Regions from separate parts of the Mus musculus genome. Here region 2 is linked to region 1. The links are chromatin contacts, called in public promoter capture Hi-C maps. All regions are on one chromosome and are shown on one strand. Each heading gives the region's core, a stretch centred on a gene start, on an enhancer-like site or on the middle of the called end of the contact. The rest is flanking DNA. Distances are from core to core; before and after follow the strand shown.

Evidence for each region. Promoter capture Hi-C pulls out the DNA fragments that hold promoters and counts their contacts.
Region 2: a contact with region 1 is called in a promoter capture Hi-C map of embryonic stem cells, with 15 times the contacts expected there. The contact joins the promoter of Dkk2 here to the promoter of Pitx2 in region 1. A contact is called at or near these places in 2 of 39 promoter capture datasets (embryonic stem cells and liver).

Annotation. Positions count from the first base shown.
Region 1 is chr3:129,198,324-129,201,563 of GRCm38.p6, reverse strand. It overlaps Pitx2 (paired-like homeodomain transcription factor 2), which reads right to left and starts at 1,686. Exons shown (of 5, transcript NM_011098.4): 1 at 1,402-1,686. Gm40149 (a long non-coding RNA gene) reads left to right here and starts at 2,655. Exons shown (of 4, transcript XR_867634.2): 1 at 2,655-3,240.
Region 2 is chr3:132,083,684-132,086,923 of GRCm38.p6, reverse strand. It overlaps Dkk2 (dickkopf WNT signaling pathway inhibitor 2), which reads right to left and starts at 1,632. Exons shown (of 4, transcript NM_020265.4): 1 at 670-1,632. The coding sequence starts at 891.

The DNA of each region.
Region 1 (3,240 bases), core at 437-2,936:
TTTTCATTTCCTTTCTTATCCCACAGCAGAACCATTCATGGAAAGCTGAAAAATAAAAAGCATGAGGCCATATGTTTTAAATGAACTAAATTGGTGTGATTAGCCAGCAAATTAATTTGCAGTGGGTAATCATTTAAGGAAATTAAGATACCACTTTAGCACAGCCCCGTGCTTCACCATGAGCAAGCTTTCTTTAAAGCTCTGTGGAATGTGTGCTTCTGGAGCTTTGGAGCTACAGTGCTCAGCTTACAGGACAAAGCAGGGCAGTAACTTAGGCGTAGTTTTGCTGAGGCAAAGCAAAACATTCCATAAGTGAAGTAGCTACTTTGTTTTGAAACTAAACTTTGATTATTGGAATACTGTGCTCATTTTCAACGCCCCCCAAACAACAACAACAACAACAACAACAACAACAACAACAAGTCCTCAATTCACTTCAGTAACAATCTTTGTTTCTGTGAAATTATTGGTTTTAGGTGGAGTCTCCTCTAAATGATACTGCATGAGAATAAAATATCTTTAATTGTAACTAATGGTCTGAAAAGGATGCAGAGATCTCTTAAAAATCAAATTACTTGTTCGTTAAATCGTTTAGAATGTATGAATGCATATTATTGTAATTCATAATAGTAAAAGACTCTCTCCCCATTTTAATTTACCTCAAAAAAATACGGTAGTCCTACAAAATAGAATAAAAACAAAAATATCCCAGCCTCCTAGGATAGTTTGATTTCTAAATTGTTTAGGGAAGGTGATTTAATTGGAATAAAAGGACTGTATTTCGCTGGTTTGGAATCGCATGTTTTTACTTAGTTACCAGTTGCAAAATAGTGGCCTCTCCGCATCCGTTTAAAATGCATCTCCCTCAGTACAAGATTGGAGTTGACTGATGATCAATTTAAAGGATTTATAATCCGAAGTAATTGTGCGGGTTGGCATCTAGGCCTGGCTCTCAGGTAATTCGCTTGGGCCTGAGAGGTCACTAACCGCCGGTTAAGATGGAATCTCCTTTTTTTTCCAATGGGTAATGATGGGAAGGGGCTAATCTATTCCAGTAGCTGAAACTTTGTAGCTGGCCCTTTATCTTGACTGGGCTAATCCTCAGCTGGAGGATTTCTCCCTACCCTGTTGGCATCGAAATTTCAGGGAAGATGCCTCGTTTTAACTGCCAGCCATGCCTGGCTTCCAGTCGACTTCAACGCCGGGTAGGACTGTTCTAGTGTCTGCGATTGAGGGCGAACGGAACAGGGGCTCTGTAAGATCTGTTTGCCAACTGCGCTGAATCTGGAGAAACAAGCCCGGCGAGCCACAAATCATACACGGCGGAGGTTCTCCAGAGTGGAACAAATTTCCAGACTCGCATTATCTCACAGCTCTGTGGGAGAGAGGGCCTCCACTTACCGGCTACCGGAGAGAGAACGGCTGTCTCCCCGTCCCACCGCTTCCCAGGGTGACTGCCAGGCGGCCGAGGCTCGGGCTGCACAGCCAGCGCCGTGGAGCGGGTCTGGGTGGAACTGCGGGGATCTTGAGGGTGCCAAGTTCCGAGAGGGTCCACGCGGGGGGCTGCTAAAGCTAGCGGGCGCCGGCAGTTTCTGTCTGCTGCTCTCCGGCTTTCTCTCTCGGTCTCGCACTCTCTCTCCCCTCCCTCGCTCTCATCCCTCTCTCTTCCCTCCGCTCCGACTCCGTGTGCGGAGTGTCGTGACGTCAGCAGAGATTCCACCAAACTCCAGTGCACAGTGGCGCGCGGGCGGGCGGCCGAGCCTGCTGTACGCTGGGCGATCAAGGGGCGAGCACAGCCTTGGGCCACTGCGGGGGTGGGGGAGCGTGCAGGGGCGATCGAGGGGACAGGGGACCACTAGGGCTGAGAAGTGAGGCCCAGGGGCCCAGGAGACTGCGGTCCCGGACAGAACCCAGGAGGGAGGAGCGGAGGATCAGGGGCCGGAGGCAACTACCGACCGACAGGAGCTGACCAGTGGCAGGAGCTAGCACTCAAGCTGGGGAGCAGGATGGTGGGGATGGTAGGAAAGGGACAAGGATGGAATGGACGGAGAAAAAACGGTTGTGCGTCAAACCCCTTCTAAATCTGAGTGGGAGGGCCAGAGCCTGGGGAGACAGAAACCTATTCGCGCGGAGCAAAGTCTGGGTGGCTTACGAGGAAGGGACTAGCAAAGTGGCCCATGAAATGAAACAAAGGGCAGTGTGGCTTGGTTTGATCCGGGTGAGGCTTTCGAAGTGTGGATGTGAGTGTGCGCGCGCGTGACCTCCTTTCAGGCCCGCGGAGTAGAGGAAAGCTGGTTACTGTACTGATTGTCTACAGGGGCAGTGGGAGGGAATTGAGGGATCCACAGAGGGCAGCACTGAAGGTGGGTGGATGGATGGGGTGGCAAAGAGAAGATGATGACTGGGAGAAGTTAGAAAAATAGGGTGAGCTAGCGGCAGAAGGTGGGAGAGCCACAGCCGATAGGTGTGTGTGGGGGGGATGAAAGAAGGGAGGGAAGGAGAGAGAAAGAAAGAAAGAAAAAGGGGTAAGGAAGGGAGAGAGGGAGGGAGAGAGGGAGGGAGGGAGAGAGGGAGGGGGAGGAGGAGGAGGAGGAGGAGGAGGAGGAGGAGGAGGAGGAGGAGGAGGAGGAGGAGGAGGAGGAGGAGGGAGATATTACCAGACGATGACCGGAGGGAGGCCTGAACTACAGTAAGGCAAGGGCTAGGTCACGGTGGTGTCTGAGGTCAAGACGGGTGGATCAGAGTGGAAGAGCGCAGGTAGACAGGGCCACACACCGGCCAGTGTGTCGGCATGGGATCTCTTGCTCAAGTCTGGGACTCTCAGAGTCTAGAATTTCCTCTGCTGTACCTACACTCAACAAGTTCACCCCGGGTCGCGGATATCTCATTTTTTAAAATGACGAGGTTAAGGTTCCTGACTGAGAGTGGTATTAAATTGCACCGGGATGGGGGTGGGGAAGGAGAAGGAAGTTCCCCCCCATATGAGCGAATGTTCTTGAAAGTCCAGAGTATGTAAGGCTGAAAGGGGCCTTTCCTAGTCTACAAGTGGGTCCTACTTCTAATTTCATATTTTCTGATTTCCTAATGCGTCTGTACTTTGGAAACGAACAGGATATTTTGGCAGGGTCTTGCCTTTGCGTGGAAGGGCTATAAATATGATTCGCCTGGAAGACCAGGAGTGAAGGCTTCTGCCAGACATATGGGACAAAGTTCTTTCAATCTCAAGTGCATCCCTTCAAG
Region 2 (3,240 bases), core at 383-2,882, 2.9 Mb before region 1:
TTCCTGCCAATTGATTTATTCGCAGTTCTATTTGAGTGAGAAATGCAAGTCTACTGCGGATCTTGCCTGCCAGTGCTGAGAGTTTGGCAGAGAAAGTGCAAAAGAGAGCAAATCCCCTTCTCGCCATTGTAAAATGTTTTGGGTGCCTGAGATCCAAATTTTCACTGCACTGTGACATCCCGCGCTGTCACTTATACCAGTTATGAGTTTGGAGCATACACAAACTTTTCATTTGAAGTCAACAGGTCCTATCTTCCAGAGTTGTGAAGATTAAATAAGTGAACACTTAGAATCAAGGCTAGCACATCCCATTTGCTATGTCAGCTCCTGTTCACATCCATTGCAGCCTCCTGTTGGATGGAAGGACCATTCTGGCCCCTTTGCCAAAGAAACGCACTAGATCTTTAAAAGTACTCATGTCTCAACACAAAGATGAGACAGAACTCTAAACCTCCCGCTGTAACCCAGCATCCCAGCGACCAGCAAAACACCCAAGTCCTGGTACCCCTGCAGACCCAGCTTCAGCAACCCCCTCCCAAATAGCCAGAAGCGCCACACCTGGCTTGGGCAAGGCTTTGACTTTTGCAGGGCTCAAAGGCAAGCTGCAGATGCAAAAGCTCTGATCCCTACCTCTCCTGGCTGAAGAGTGTGTTTGGGGGGGTTTCCTACCTGCCCCAGGCTTTTGCCCTTCTTACTGCCGCCGAAAGCCAGTCCTTGGTTCATGCCTGCAGATCGGTTGGCTGACTGAGCAGGAGTCTCCCCTCCTAGAGAGGACTTGATGGAGTTGAGTTTGGCCCGCGAGCTGCCTAGCTGTGAGCTCTCCACCATCAGCACCGCGGCCAGTAGGAGAAGGCAGCGGGATGAATCCTTGACCCGCATCAGCGCGGCCATCTCCGGGTAAGGGGTTCCCGGAGTTGGGTGGAGCCCTGAAAAGATGGGAATGCCAGGGGAGTGAGGACGCCCGCCGACACTCAACCCCTCACGTGGGGCGCGTGGGCTCCTCACAGACACAGTTCCCCCAACCCTTCCTGGATCAGACACTCGGGACTCTTAAGAACTTAGTCTCAAGCCTCAAGCCTGGAGCAAACGCGACCCCAGCGAGACCCGCTCCTCTGACGGGCAGGAAGTTCTGCAGTCCCTGGAAGCAATCAAAGGCCAGACGCCTTCTCGCCAAGGAGGCGTGACCCAAGGTGCTGTTAGACCCAGCCCTGCAGATCGCCCTGCCGGCTTCGTTTGGTGTTCAGCACCTTTGCGCTTTTGCACGATTTTCCGCGGTGATGGAATCCTCCCTTAACCGCGCACAGGGTTCTCCCCAGCTGCTGCTTCTTTTTCTTTTTCTTCCTTTCTTTTCTCTTGTTTCCCCCGGCTCCTCTGCTCCTCTGTCCTCTCCTGTGCTTTAGCTCTCAACCTTTGCACCACTCAAGTCCCTCTTTTCCAGGTCCGCGGGGTTTGTGACTGGTGATCAGAGTCTCCCCCAACCCCTCCACCGGACTCTGGAGAGCTGAGGCGAGCGGAGGTCCCAGCAAGCGCACTCCCACTGGTGCGGTTAGGAGTTGTCCCTTGGTTCACACGGGGCCACTAAGCCCTGCCAGCGAAGCAGTGATGCGCTGCGCGGAGGGCCAGTGCTCTCTTGCTGCTCTCCCCCGCCCTCTTAGCTTTTTATAGCTTTCCTCAGTGGGTTTTCCTCCGCCCCCAATTCAAGAGTGACAAAGAGTGAAAACGTTTCTCTCCCCCACCCCACGCTCCCGCTTGCCTCCCCTTCCCCCAGCAGGCGCTCTTTCTGAGGCTGTCTCTCCTGCCTCTCACCTTTCCTACCCTCCCATCCCTCCTTCACTCTACAACTAAAAACTTGGGGTTCACCTCCAGAAGAACACGGGAAAGCTCTTCCTGGACGATCACAGCTCCGAGAGTGAATGGGAGTTTGGAAACAGGCAGAAATGAAGAGGAAAAGTTGTCCCTATTTGTGGTGACTGCCACTAACCATGGCTTCTTACTTCTCCCACCCAGCTTCAGCCTCCAGCTAGGAGCGCTGGAAAAGCTCTGGAGAACATCTGCAAGTTAACTTGGTGGACTGTGTACAGCCCAGTTAGATTTTAGCCTGAGCCTCTCGGTTAATGTGCTGTGTGAGACTGTCTGGCTGTAGGTGCTTTATGGGGTTCCGCTTCGAATAGGGGGGGGGAGATGAACAAAGGGGGAGGCAAGAGGACTAAAGGAAGAGGGGCGAAAAGACCAAAGAAAGAGGAGGGGGAATAAGGGACCATTCTTCCCCCGTTGAAGTGCTTGAATCTTTCTGTTTTCCTCATCCCTCGCCCAACCCGATATACACATTACACTTTAATCCAAACAAGGAGTGAGGAAGGGGATAATGACCCGACTTGTGCTACCTCAAGGCTTGATGAGGCACTTTTAGGGTGCCAACGCGTCCTCTGCAAAGAGGAAATCCCAGGCAAGAATAAAAAGCCTGATGGGGAACCGGGTGGGTGGTGAAGTGGGCCAGAAACTTCTGGTCCTGCCTCTTGAGCGCTGCCCCGCTCGTTCCCCCACCCCCACTCCCACCCCTCCCCCGCCCGGAGGCCTTGGCTAGCCTTTCAAGTCAGTCTTTGAGGCTCGGAGTTCTCTGCACTGTTCCACAGAGGCAGAGGGCCACCGAGCGAACCACTCTGACGCGCTGACTGGCTTGCAGCACTTGGGGGCGCCAGTAGCAGCAATCAGCCAGGAGCACAAACACTGCAGGAGACAAGCTTTGCCAGCAAGCTCTGGGTTAGGAGAGGTTTGGTCACCCAGGAGACCAGGAGCAAAGGTTGCTGCTTGTGTCTTTAGCAGTTCAGTCATGCAATCCCTAGCAGTGTCCTTGAGCCAAAATGGAGTCAGACAGAGGTCGTCCGCTGTGATGAACTGACTCCAGTAGCACACTCTAGAATTTTGAGGTTTAGGTCTCCTCTTTCACACCTAATTCTGGCATATACCAACCTGTCCAGGACTCTAATTTAACGCTAAGGGGAAGGGGGTAAGGGTAAGGACGTTAATATTTTCCACCAAGCACGCCAAGACTTAAGGTGTGCATCAAGAGCTGGGAGGTCCTGGGCAGAGTCGGTTATTCACTTTCCTGACCTGTGAGTCAGCCTGTCCAGAAATTTTCATATACACAATGCACACAATGCCTTGAGGTTTTTTTTTTTTTTTAAATACACAACCAACTAGAAAATAAAAACACGTTTTCTCCAGATTGGCCTATTGCCT